Regions from separate parts of the Sus scrofa genome. Here region 2 is linked to region 1. The links are chromatin contacts, called in public HiChIP or PLAC-seq maps. All regions are on one chromosome and are shown on one strand. Each heading gives the region's core, a stretch centred on a gene start, on an enhancer-like site or on the middle of the called end of the contact. The rest is flanking DNA. Distances are from core to core; before and after follow the strand shown. Region 1 holds the start of HSH2D (hematopoietic SH2 domain containing). Region 2 holds the start of AKAP8L (A-kinase anchor protein 8-like).

Region 1 (6,656 bases), core at 3,386-5,885:
CGCCAGGCTCTGCACCCTGAGCGAGGCGACTCACATCAGGCCCGGGAAGCATCTGCCCAACACGTCTGACGCCCACTTTCACCTCTTCTCTCAGTTTTTGGACAAGTGACAGAAACTGTTATACATCCCACTGTCCCCCTCTACCCCCATCTCATTTTAACTGTCAAACCAAAGGGAAGCACAAATTAAGGAAATCCTGAGGAAAGAAGCATGGAGTGGCCTTTCCTGTTTACAGCCAGGTTTGGTCCCATGGTCCAGCTGGGCCTTGGGCACAGCCAGCAGGTCTCTCTGAGGTCCCCACCTGAGCACTGAAGGGTCACCATGTATGCCACAGGTGACCCCCAAAATGCAAAATCACACATGGCCCAGCCCTGAGTGGGGCACTCACTTCATCCTCCACCATCTCCAAATCGGACATTCTTTTTAGAGATTTTTATTTTTCCAGATCCATAGTGTAAGGAGATGATTCCGTCTTTTGACTTCCAGTAGCAGACCTAGGTGATAGGGCACAAACATACATACACGTACACACACACACACACACACACCCCGCCTGGATGTGGCCGAGAACCCAGCTGGCGTCCCGGGGCCTGACTGCAGAGCAGTCTGGATGGGTTTTTGATTGCCGTCGTCCAGTTCTGTTTTGACCACTCTGCTTTCCCGTAGAGACTGCAGTCAGAATCAGGTAACCAGGTCAGAGGGATGTCACCAAGGAGCCTTTCTTCCTTTTTCTTTTTTTTTTTTTTTTCCTGCCCCCCCCCCCACGAGCTGCTGTCAATCCAAGCCATTGGCATTGTAGTTTGTTTTTTTTTTTCTTTTTTTGAATTAAAACCAACATACCAGCAATAGTCTGCTCTCCCCTTGGAATCTCTTAACATGCTCTGTTTACATTGATAAATGCACTTAAGGAAAACAGACAGATTAAAGTTCATTTTAAAGTTAACAGATTTTTCGGTCCACATTTTCCATGTAGGTACACACATGTGGCCAGATGTTGGGCAGCAAATTCACACAAGATGCCTGCTGTTTAAAACATAGCCCAGGCCAGCAGGGGGCCTCAGGTCTGGCCAAGGTTAAAGTAGAGGTGACAGTCACCCCAAGCTCTGAGGAAGTGACACCATCATCACAAGGCTGACTTGGGAAAGCAGGTGTCCCAACCTCACCCCCTCCCCCAATGCACACACACAGCACAGGAAAACAAGGTGTCTGTCCTCAGCATTCACTTTGTACATCACACCCTCGGCTGAACCCACTGGGTCAAACTTGGTGCCCATCATGCCACCAAGATTCTCCCCCAGATCCTACTTCAGACCCTCCAGCACAACCTTGGACTGAGCCTCAGTTCCCTCATCAGTGTCTTGTTAAATGGGTGCAATGGTAGTTCCTACCTCAGGGTAGCTATGAAGAACTGGTGAGGTGGTGCATCCAAGGCCTTGTAGCCTCCATCAGCATCATTCTTGTGCTGAAAGAGAAAAACCCACCTTTCTTTTTACTACTTGACTGTAATGGGGAACAGGTCATCCAGATAGCTTACAGCTTTGAGCTGTATTTGCCCCCATAATGCCCCAAACTTCTGCCAGTCACCCACATCCAGGTCAGGGGGAGTCCTTAAACTCCTTGGTCCCACCTTGTACCCAGCCTCTTGCTCAGAGTCGTAACTTTTTCTTATTTCTAAGGACTTTGGTGGGCAAGGGGCTCCTCGGCTACCATCCCCTTGTCTTGAGACAGATGACACCATAGCTCTTTCTAATAACAGCTTTAATGAGATGCCGTTCACACACCATACAATTCACAAACCAAAGTGTGCAGTTTGGTAGTTTTTAATACATTCACAGCGTTGTGCAGCTGTCACCACAGTCAATTTTAGAACGTCTTTATCATCCAGTACCCATTCGCCATTGCTCCCTCTTCCCCCTACCCCACCCGCTGCAACCACTAATCTACTTTCTGTCTCTATGGATTTGCTTATGTTCGGGACATTTCACATAAATAGAATCATACTCTGGTGTTTTGCATTCTGGCTTCTTTCACTCAGCATAAAGATTTTGAGATCCATCATGTCGGCAGCATATTGGAGCTTCATCTCTTTCCATGGCTGAAGAGTATTCCATTGTGTGGCTGGCTCACATCTTTTGTGTGTTCATCCACTGATGGATGTTCGGGTTGTCTTCACCTTCTGGACATCTTGCGTGTTGTCTGCTTCTCAAGCATGCCAAGTGTGTTCCTACCCCAGGACCTTTGACCCTACTGTTGTTTCCTCTTCCTCCAGCCTCTCCGGTGTATGGACTTGTGTGGCATTCTTCCCCCTGCGGACTGTGAGCTCCAGCAGGGCAGGGACAGTTCCTGTTTTGTCTTTTGCTTCATCCCCAGCAGCTGGCATGGTGCCCACCGTTGGGGCTCAGCCAGTGTTTGTGGAGTGAATGAATGAATGAATAGAACGGAGGCATTGGAGAACGAAACAACCACGAAACTGAGTAAGGCCCAGAGTTACCAGAGCCTAAGGATTCCCCCACCCCTGACATCTACAGTCCCCTTGTCTGAGATACCATTGTGGCCGCTACCCTAAGGGCCACCCCACATGGGGCCAGTGAATGTCCCACTCCCCAGCTGAGGCACCCAGACCTGACTGGAGGGATAAAGGGCTGACCTCAGAGGGACAGAGGCCTTGGGGTCCCAGCCCCACCATCTCCCTGCTGGTCCCCTACTGGAAAGTTCTTCTGAGGGCCATGGGTCTGTTCACAGGTTCCAAGACTGTGGCCACCAAGCAGTGGGGTGTGACTCTGTTGTGACAGTCTCTGAGGAGGACAGCAATTTGTAAAAGACCATATCCCCCAAGCAGGTCAGGGTAATCAGGGCATTGCCTTCTGTGTTGGGGCCTCAGAGGGGCAGGCAGGTGGTGAACAGAAACACCCTCTTTCAGGTTTCTGGAGACTGAACTCCATGTAAATGAAAGGATGAGATGCCCCATGGCCACACCTGACACACATGGCAAGGGTCTCTTGGCACTTCTGATCCCCTCCCCAACAGCATTAGTCCTCTCATCGAGACTGGGAACTGGTCCACTGGGCTGTGGAAGGCATGGATCAGAGAGGTGATGTGAGTTGCCCAAGGTGGCCCAGCTCATGAGGTCTGGAGGCCAAGCTTGCCTCTCCTCCAGCCAGGCCCAAAGGTATCACCTTAAGTCACGGTGAAGAGACCTAATAAAATTGCTCTTTATTGAGCTCCATGCTGCTTGCCTGTAGATTGTCTGGACTAATCATCCTCATGTGCCTAAGGAGGGCTAGCTTCATACCCACTTCACAGATGAGGAAACTGAGGCCAAGAGAGTTCTAATGATTCACCCAAGTCTACACAGTGAATGAGTGAGAAGCCAGTTTTCATGTGTCTCCTGTTTGAGACTTATTGACCCACAGACTCCAGGACAAGGCCACCCTTCCCAGCCCCAGAGCAAGGATGACGGGGACCTCCAGCTTGAGCCTGCAAGGGGGGCTCTCTAGACAGCTGGGCCATGGTGATAGGCCCAAGGGGAAGCCCCCAGCTCAGCCACAAGGATCTGGGCCGTTTCTGAAAAGGGAGGAGGAAGTGGTTTTGCTAGGGTGCTGGGGAGGGGTGAGGCTGCCCACACGCATCTGGGGCTAGCTGATCCGTTAGGCAGGGCTTCCCACACTCAGGGCCCACCCTATGTGTGGGGACCTGAGAAATGTTGTCTTTTTTAAAAAATCAGAAGAAAAATTGGGTAAAAGAATGAATATATGAAATGAATCCAGCCTGGATTACATCGATCTTGGTGTCAATGCAACATAAAATATAATTTTAAATGGGTGTGTGTGTGTGTGTGTGTGTGTGTGTGTGTGCCTGTGTATTTTAAAATAGAGGAAGTCATACTATAGCCCTGTACACACAGTGAGGCCTCAGCCTGTCCAGGCTCAGTCCTGCCTCAGGGTCTTTGCTCATGCCCTTCCCACCCCCTGGAGCACTCTTTCTGCACAAACACCTGCCCCCACCCCTGTCAAGCTGATTCCTACCTGTCCACAGGGGCCCCTTCCCCCATATTAGTTAGGCCCCCTCTGGGGGTTCTGGCAATTCTAGTCCCCCCCCTTTCTGACAGGCTGTCCACTTTGAGTTGTTTTTGTTTTTTTTTGTTTGTTTGTTTGTTTGTTGTTTTTTTGTTTTTTTTTTATGGGATCCAAGCGTTTGTGACCTACGCCGCAGCTTGTGGCAACGCCAGATCCTTAACCCATTGAGAGAGGTCAAGGGTTGAACTCGCACCCTCCTGAATACTAGTGGGTTCCTAACCAACCGAGCCAAAATGGGAACTCCCCAGGCTGTCCACTTTGAAACGATGACATTAATCATTTCCCCCTCCTCTTCATTTCTCCCTAGGTTATAGATGCTGGGAGGGCGGGGCCTGCACCCATCTTGTGGTCACCTCTCCATCTGAGAATCTGGCACATGATCCTCAGGCTTGTCAAGGTCTGGATGGAGCAAGGATGTTCCTCCACCTGCACCCAGCGGGACTACAGACTGAGGGGAGGAGGGGGGAAGAGTCCCCGCCCAGGGCTCACCTGCTCAAGGAAACAGGAACCGCCTGGGGCCGCGCCCCGCCCCGCTGACGTGCAGACCCTGAACCGAAACCCAGGCTCCTGCAGGCACCAGGCACAGCCAGAGTGAGGGCTTCGGGCCCCCCAGGGGTCTCCCAGGTACGTGCCTACTTTTGTGCCCACCCCAGGCTGGCTGAGACTGGGGCCCCCAAAAGCCTCAACTTCATCTCTACCAGGGAGAAGACAGAGTATGGGGGCTAGTCTGGGCCAGAAGGGGACAGGGCTGGCAGGGTCCAGAGAAACATGAGGAAATTTCTAGGGGCACTGGTAGGTGGCCATTGGAAAATAGAGCTGGAATCAGGGAAAGGGCCTTCCTGGCAGGGGCACAGCCTGAGCAAAGACATGGAGAGGAGAGAGAATATGATCAGTTTGGGGTAGAACAAGGATGTGCTTTGGGCTTTAGGGCTGGAATGTGAGGGATGAGGAGGTGGGGGAGGCCCTAATGCCAGGGTCAAGAGTTTAAAACTTAGTATGACTTCATTCATCAGCCAACAACTCTGCACTCTCTTCTATGCCCACCCAGTGCCAGGTGATGCTAGGGATCTAGACAAATCCAAAAGAACTTAGCCCCAGACCCAATATGGGGGAAACAGAGCCAGCCACAGACACTCCAGCTTGGCTAGGCCAGAAGCAGGAACGGTGGGGAAGGGAGGGGACAGAGAAGTGTGCCAGGCTTTGTCTTGGGGAAGAGGCAGGAAAGCTGCTTAGAGGAGGGATGTTTTTGTGGGGTCTTGATGGATAAGTAGGAGTTCTCCCAGGTAGAAAAAAGAACGAGCCTGTAAACATGCCCTCATATGAGCTAGGTCACTACTAGATTCATTAATATTTATTATTACATACAGTGCTTAGCTCTGTGCCAACTGTAGCTTCTCAGGTAATTACTATCATTAGCCCCAAATTGCAGATGAACATTCAGGCACAAAGAGGTTAAGTGACTTGCCCAAGGTCACACAGCAGCTAAGTGGGGGAGCTGAGGTTTGAACCTAGGTTGTCTAGCTCTGACTGGGCTCAATTGATTTTTCATCCTGCTTTATTATAACATTTCTTTATAGATCTATTTCATTTCACTCACGGCAGAATTCCTTTGGGTCCTTCCCTGGAGGGCATGCTTGGCATCTGTCTTCTGGCAGGAGAAATTCAATATTGACTGGGTTGGTCATGCCCCCTCCCTGTAGAAACAGATCAGTAACAAAGACTTTCTGAGATACTGAAAAATTAGACCAGTGCAGGTGCAGAGCCCGAGCTCCAGTTTGGGGACAGAATTAAGGGTGAGAGTAAGTGGTTCATGTGTGGACAGATGAGCAGGGCACAACCCTTTGGCTGGTTCTTCACTGACTTAATACTGTTTTGCAAATTGCTGCTGTTTTTCTTTCTCTGTTTTCCAGCTCTGTGTCACTGGCTCACAGAGTCCAATAGTACCTGACCTTAAAACTTTTGAGAATGGGTGTAAATTAACCATGCACCTGACACAGTATAGGTGTCCCATCAGTGGCCACGACTCAGGATGACAATGGTGGCAGAAGCAGCTATTTGGGGCCATATCTCTGTAGTGTTTAATGAAACCATGGCAACCCTTTATGGCACCCACAGTTCATCTGCTATTTCATTCTTTCACTTACCATTCTGCTATCTCTACATCCTTCTAGGACAGTGATAGTTCCTTAATATTTAAATAAACTCAGGGTTTTGTTTTGTTTTCTTTTTAGGGCCACACCTGCAGCATATAGAAGTTCCCTGGCTAGGGGTCATATTGGAGCTACAGCTGCCAGCCTATACCACAGCCACAGCAACACCAGATCCTAGCCATGTCTGCAACCTACACCACAGCTCATGGCAATGCTGGATCCTTAACCCACTGAGAGAGGCCAGGGATCAAACCCTCATCCTCATGGATCCTAGTCAGGTTCGTTAACCTCTGAGCCATGAAGGGAACGCCCAATAAACTCAGTTCTTAAACACACATATTTATTTTTTTTAAAAAACTTTCTAACACTTGTAGTAATGGTATAATAAGAATAAAAGAAAAAGGAAAAAATCCTTGGCGGATTTTTGGGT
Region 2 (6,495 bases), core at 1,072-3,571, 760 kb before region 1:
GGCAAACAGTTGTCTGAAATGTGACTTTAAAAGCCTCTGACTTTAGTGGTCTGCCTCTTAAAAGGAAAGACTCATATTATAAAGCTACTGTGGTTTTCAGTTGATCAAGATCAAGAAAAAACTGATCTTTATCTCATTAGCTTGGCTACCTCAGTGCCCACTCAAAACTGGAATTACAGCTACAAGATGGGAAGTTGAAATTCAGACTTGGCTATTAGTGACCTCTCTAATTCAGTTTCCTTGTCTATGAAAATAAATGCCCCATTATTAAGGTACCTCACAGCACCCAACCATTCATCTCCTGGTTTCTTCAGCAGTCCTGCACCTAATAATTACAGAACTGTCTCTCAGTTCTCAGTAAGATTTTGTGAAAAAGATTACATCTCAATTCTGGATATGTCAGTAACAACCCTACTGACTTTCCTCCTGAACCAGGAAAGGTACAGAAAGGCTAGGGCAGGAATGCTCAACCATGGCACCACTAATGTTTGCAGCCAGACAATTCTTTATGGTGGTGCTATCCTATGCACTGTAGGATGTTCAGCAGCATTCTTGGCCTCTATTCACTAGAGGCACTAGTAGCACCCCCACTCACAGAAGTGACAACCAAAAAGATCTCCAAACATTGCCAAGTGTTCTCTAGAGGGCAAAACTGCCCCTGGCTGAGAACCACTAGGCTAAGGAATGGTTGCTTAAAAAACTTGGTTTCTCGGAGTTCCCGTCATGGCACAGTGGTTAACAAATCCGACATGAGAACCATGAGGTTGCGGGTTCGGTCCCTGGCCTTGCTCAGTGGGTTAAGGATCTGGATCTGGCATTGCTGTGAGCTTCGGGTGTGGGTCGCAGACGCCGCTCGGATCCCGAGTTGCTGTGGCTCTGGCGTAGGCCAGAGGCTACACCTCCTATTAGACCCCTAGCCTGGGAACCTCCATATGTCGGGGGAGCGGATCAAGAAAAGGCAAAAAGACAAAAAAAAAAAAAAAAGAAAGAAATTTGGTTTCTCGCCAAGCTCCTAACCTGGAAAAGGGAGGGCTGACAGTACATAAAGCAGCCTATAGAGAAGCCCCAGAGGCTCAGATTCCATTCCCAGTCCTAAACATTCCAAGTCGAATGCAGGTTACCTGGCAACCACACATGCTCAAGCCTGTAATAACCCCATTACCAAGGAAGCTTCTGGCTGAGAAGCCTCATCAGTTATTTCCAAGGCAAACCCAAGCATCTTCTGAGTTCACCCAGGGATGATTTGCAATCACCCAAACATATCCTATGGCACCCTCTCTAATTTCATCATCCACCCTCCCCTTTGCTCAAATCCCACTGATTTCCCTGACTGATCTTTTAACAAGCCAGGCAGTTCCTAACACTGGGTCTTTATGCTGAGGGCCCCCTGGGCCAGATACCTTAACTCACTCATTTCATTCGGGTCTCTGCTAAAATGTCACCTCTTCAGAGCTCTCCAACCACCCTATGTAACACATCAACCGTCTCAGAGTACTGAACACCCCAGAATATATACTATGTTTGCCGATTATGGCCTGCTCTCCTCTATAAAATACTTGAGGAATTCTTGTCACTATTCCAGAGTGTATTCGGCACCTGAGAGATGAATTTGACAGATACTGAATGAGTCAACACGGAAGCGTGCCATTCCTCACAAAGCTCCGGCTCGGCCCCTAAGGACCCAAGGTTCCCCACTCAGCCCAAACCCTTCAAATATTTATTTATTCATCTCCCCGGGGCAAAGACGGCAGCTGCGGCATCCGGCAGTGGAAACTACGCAAGGGAGAAGAGTATGGTAATGGTAACGGTAATAGCAGCTGAGTCCGCAGACTGACCTGAAGGCCTGAAGTCTGAGAAGGGGCAACCTGAGACGTCGAGGGCCCAAGAGGCCTGACCAGGAACCGAGGCCGAGGACCACAGATACAGATGACAGAAGACAAGACTTAGGGAGGCCAGGAGCCGAGACCCAAAGCTGCCAGGACAGAGAACCTGAGACGCCGAGACGAGAGGGGCGCGAAACTGAGGCGACGGGCCCACGGCGCCATTTTGTGACCGCAGAAAGAGTAGTGTCCAAGCCCCGGGGGAGTCGCGGACAAGCCTGGCCCGGCCCTGGCACACCCCTGTCCCACCCCACCCGGAGCCCGACCCCTACCCTGCCAGGCTCACCTGTGTAGCTCATGGCAGCAGCTAACACTACACTTGAAGACTACAGCAGGGGGTTCCACGCGTCCAAAGCCGCGATAGCGGCGACAATCCCCCAAGCCCCTTCTACACACAGCTTAGCCCCTCCTCCCGACCGCATTGGCTCACGCCGGACCCTAGCTTCACGCTTGTTGGATGACCTTGTTGTCGATCTCGGAGAGTCCCTATGCCCGTGGCTGAGGGCACTGTCAATCTCATGATCGCCCCGCCCTATTCCCGCCTCTCGTTATGCCGACACTACGGTTATTGGCTGAGAGAAGACGGCCGGGAGGTGGAATCCTGTAGAGTTCGAAGGGGAGGAGCTGTGCACTACGGAAAGACCTGAGGCCCAAGCGGGGCCGGGCGGGAGGTGGGCCTGTGTCCTGGAAGCCCGCCAGAGGGAGCCGGCTCAACAGCTCAGGGTGCTGCTCCAATCCCGGCTTTGCCTCGAGGCTATTATGCCAACCTAGACTATTTCTGACTTCTCTGGCCTTCATAACGAACACGGTAGAGCCATGTTGGAATGAAAACTATAACTAAGCGCCAAACAAGATACGGGGCACACGGTCAGACATATGAGATAAATGTAAATAATTCATTCCGAATTCCTGTTGTGGCTCAGCTGAAACAAACCCAACCTGGATCCATGAGGATGCAGGTTCCATCCCTGGCCTTGCTCAGTGTGATAACGATCTGGCGCTGCTGTGAGCTGTGGTGTAGGTTGCAGACGCGGGTGGGAAGTGGAGTTGCTGTGATTGTAGCTGTGGCATGGGCCACAGCTCCAATTTGACCCTTAGCTGGAGGAACCTCCATATGCCACAAGTGCGGCCCTAAAAAGCAGAAAAAAGAATTCAGTCAGAGTTCTCTTGTGGCTCTGTAGGTTAAGAATCCTGTTGTCACTGCAGAATCTCAGGTAGCTCCTGGGGCACAGTTGGACCTCCAGCCCAGGGATTTCTGCATGTGTGTGTGTTGGGGGGGGGTGCACCCAAAAAAGAAATTTTAAAAATTCAGCCCAGTGCCAGGTGTGCTGAAATGTTGCATTTGGTTATCTACCATTACATAACAAATATATTTATATAGCATGTTTATATTACATATATGCTATATATATTTGTATTATCATGTAAATGCTCCTTCTTATCTACAAGGAAACTCTTTTAAAAATCCCCACTTAAAAGATAAAATTGAGAAAAAAAAAAAAGATAAAATTGAGGCTTGGACTTCATCACTCATGATCCTTGACACAAGTGTTAAAGTGGGAACTTCCCCTCTAAACCTGTTTGTTTTGGACTTAGGAACCCCTGCAGTAGCCCAGCCAGGCTGTTCCCCAGCACCCACACTGGATGTGTGGGACCCACTTTCAGAGACATCTCATATCTTCTAGGAGATGACTTGACAGAGCTGTAGACACTGTAAACTGTACTTGTGTGTTTGTGCGAATTCAAACTGTATGACTTTTTTTTTTGGTTTTACTTTAAAAGTTTGTTTTAAAGCATGGTGCTGCTGACATTAATTGATATTGAAGAACTGTCCCTTTCTTTAGTTTAACAATTGCACTTTTTAAGTCCATATCCTTCAGAGGAATATGTGGAAATATTAAGAGATTAACTGATCTGACTGATGACCAGGATGTGCTTCACCATAACTCAGATGGGGGAAAGGGAGAAGGGCACAGAGGGTTTACAGCTAAAGAGATTGGTCATGAGTTTATAACTGTTGAGTAGATGATGGTTCCTTTTACCATTCCACTTTTGTATGGTTGGAATTCTCCATGATAAAATATCTTTAACAACTCCTTATTCAAAAATGAGGCTTATGCAGAATTTGCTGCCCCATGGCACAAGGGTCATGGTGCATTGAGAAACTCCATACATGAAGCATATGAAGCTCTGATTAATGTGCACTCTAGCTGTGGGCCTCATTTCAGTGTCACCCTTAGGGATATGTGCCTGCCCTGCAAACTACCAGCACTCCTCTCTAGGATCTTATAGCTTTCTTCTTGGCATGTACCACTGCCATATTTTACTCTCATTTGATGACTTGATTAACATCCAATGCTGTCTCAAGAGGGACAGTAGAATTTTTTTTTTTTTTTCCTGCTGTACCCACAGCCTGTGGAAATTCCCAGGCCAGGGATCAAATCTGAGCCCCATCTGCAGCAACGCCAGATCTTTAACCCGTTGAGCCATTTTAGTGGGAACTCCTAGAATTTCTTAAAAGGAGGGGTATGCTCATGAGTTTTAAGAAAAGATCACTGTGTGTCAATACTGCATTTGATCATTTCAAGGACTAACACTGCTCAACTGTGGGTGAGGAAGGGCCTCCCATTTTACTTTATAAGCTCTTGTATAGTTTGAACTTTTTTTACATCCAGTTTACATCTTTTTTTTTTTTTTTTTTTTTTTTTTGGCTTTTTAGGGCCACACCCACAGCATATGGAAGTTCCTGGGCTAGGGGTTGAATCAGCTGTAGCTGTTGACCTATGCCATAGCCACAGCAACACCAGACCTGAGCCGAGTCTGCGACCTACATACACCACAGTTCACGGCAACAATGGATCCTTTAAACCCACTGAGTGAGGCCAGGGAGGGAACCCGAGTCCTCATGGATACCAGTCGAGTTTGTTACCACTGAGCCACAATGGGAACTCCTTACATCACTTTAAAAACAAACAAACAAAAAAACCCCACTAATGCATAAAATGTTGAAAAAGAGATGCCTTTGGATCAGCTCTTATCCCAAGAGATGCCATCCCCTCTTTCAAAACTCTCAGACATGCCCACCCACAGCATGGGTTAGATTTAAGCAGTGGATGCTGTCCTCCACCAGACAAGATGTGTGTCCTGATCTCACAGGAGCAAAAAGCCAAGTATGCAGGCCAGACCACTCTTGCAGGCATGTTATCACAGCTTGTTTGCCCCTCCTTCCCAGACAGGGACATGGGGTGGGGGTGGCGCAGGATAAAAGGGTTGGGAATAGAGGAGGCCCCTGCCCCATGAGGTCATTCCCACTTCTCAGCCCTTGGCTGTTTTATGTGAAAATGATGAGCTGAAAAACCACATGCAATAAACAAGAAGGAGCAGCCAACAAAAATCTCTTAAAATCTCAGAAATGTTCAATAAACATTTGTAGAACGAGAAAATAAATAACATCGAAAAGGAGCCAGCAGCTCTCTTTTTCCCCTCATGTTAGTTGGGTTCAGGGTGCATGTGTCTCCAGACAAGTCACATGTTTTGAAGGCAGGCCCATCCCAGCTCTCTGAAGCCTCCCAGCAGCTGTGTACTTCACCCCCCACCCCAGCGAGTGCCCCCACACCCTCACTGGACAACTCCTGCCCTCGGAAGAGCCCTTCCGGCCTTAAACACTTCTCAATTCTGGCTCCCTTCCCAGACCAGCTGCCCAGAGCCCTGGCTCCTCTCCTTGGCTCACAGGAGACTCTTCACCAGCTGACAGAGCCCCCACCCCCACCCATCATACCATCAAGGGCCAACAGCTGGGAACTTGGGCTCATCCCCAGACAGGTCTGGTGGGCATGGCGGCCAGCGGGAAAACTCAGGGCTTCCAGGGGCTTTTGGCGGAGGCGGCTCGATCCCAGCCCTGGCTGCCAGACAGACAATGCCAGCCTGTCCACTTGACAGAAAAACACACGCTGGCCGCCTGCCCCGGGGTGTTTCCAGAAGAGAAATTTAATCTAATTTACATACTTCTAGGTACATCAATAACCAAAATGTGGCCACTGAAAAAAGTTAAAAGGTCAATCAGCTCTGGGTTTCTAGCTGGCCCAGGATTGCAAAATAAAAAGATCCACGTTCCTTATTCTCTACACAAAACGCGTTTTTAAAAAAGTGAAAGGTCTAGGGAGCTATACATAGAAAGCAACAGTGAAAAGAGGGAGGGGGGTGAAGGTGGGGAAGGAGAGTCCCACCCCCACCCCCTCCCAGGCCCCAGAGCCCCCAAGGCTCTGGGGGACCTTGACATGGCAGGAGGCAGCTGTCAACTCCAAGCTCTTCCCAGCTGGGAAGGCCCCTCTTGCGGGGGTGGGGGGGGCGGTCAACAAGGATTTCCGTGGCATTGTGGGCTCAGTGGGGGGGCTCCCAGGCCCCGGCAGCAGGCCACAGAGGGAGCATGCCTTCCCCTGAGCAAGCACCGTGGCATGATGTGGTCTGTGGTCGTCGTTTGACTCGGGAACTGGAGGGCTGGGGCAGATTCCCGGGTCTCACGAGGTACGTGTGTGCGTGCGTGCGTGTGAGGATATTCACAGGGGCAAGAGGGAACCGAGACAGGAGTCCTTTGGGTCTTTGCAAATGGCCACGG

Evidence for each region. HiChIP or PLAC-seq counts read pairs in DNA pulled down with a chosen protein or histone mark.
Region 2: an H3K27ac HiChIP or PLAC-seq map of alveolar macrophages shows a contact between it and region 1. The contact joins the promoter of AKAP8L here to the promoter of HSH2D in region 1. A contact is called at or near these places in 1 of 5 promoter capture datasets (fetal liver) and 1 of 2 datasets of contacts at active chromatin or transcription factors (alveolar macrophages).

The regions. Positions count from the first base shown.
Region 1 is chr2:61,424,872-61,431,527 of Sscrofa11.1, reverse strand. HSH2D (hematopoietic SH2 domain containing) reads left to right here and starts at 4,635. Exons shown (of 6, transcript NM_001243826.1): 1 at 4,635-4,700. It overlaps RAB8A (RAB8A, member RAS oncogene family), which reads left to right. Exons shown (of 8, transcript NM_001243802.1): 8 at 1-848.
Region 2 is chr2:62,180,561-62,187,055 of Sscrofa11.1, reverse strand. AKAP8L (A-kinase anchor protein 8-like) reads right to left here and starts at 2,321. Exons shown (of 24, transcript XM_005652898.3): 1 at 2,167-2,321. The coding sequence starts at 2,179. It overlaps WIZ (protein Wiz), which reads right to left. Exons shown (of 9, transcript XM_021083626.1): 9 at 5,259-6,495.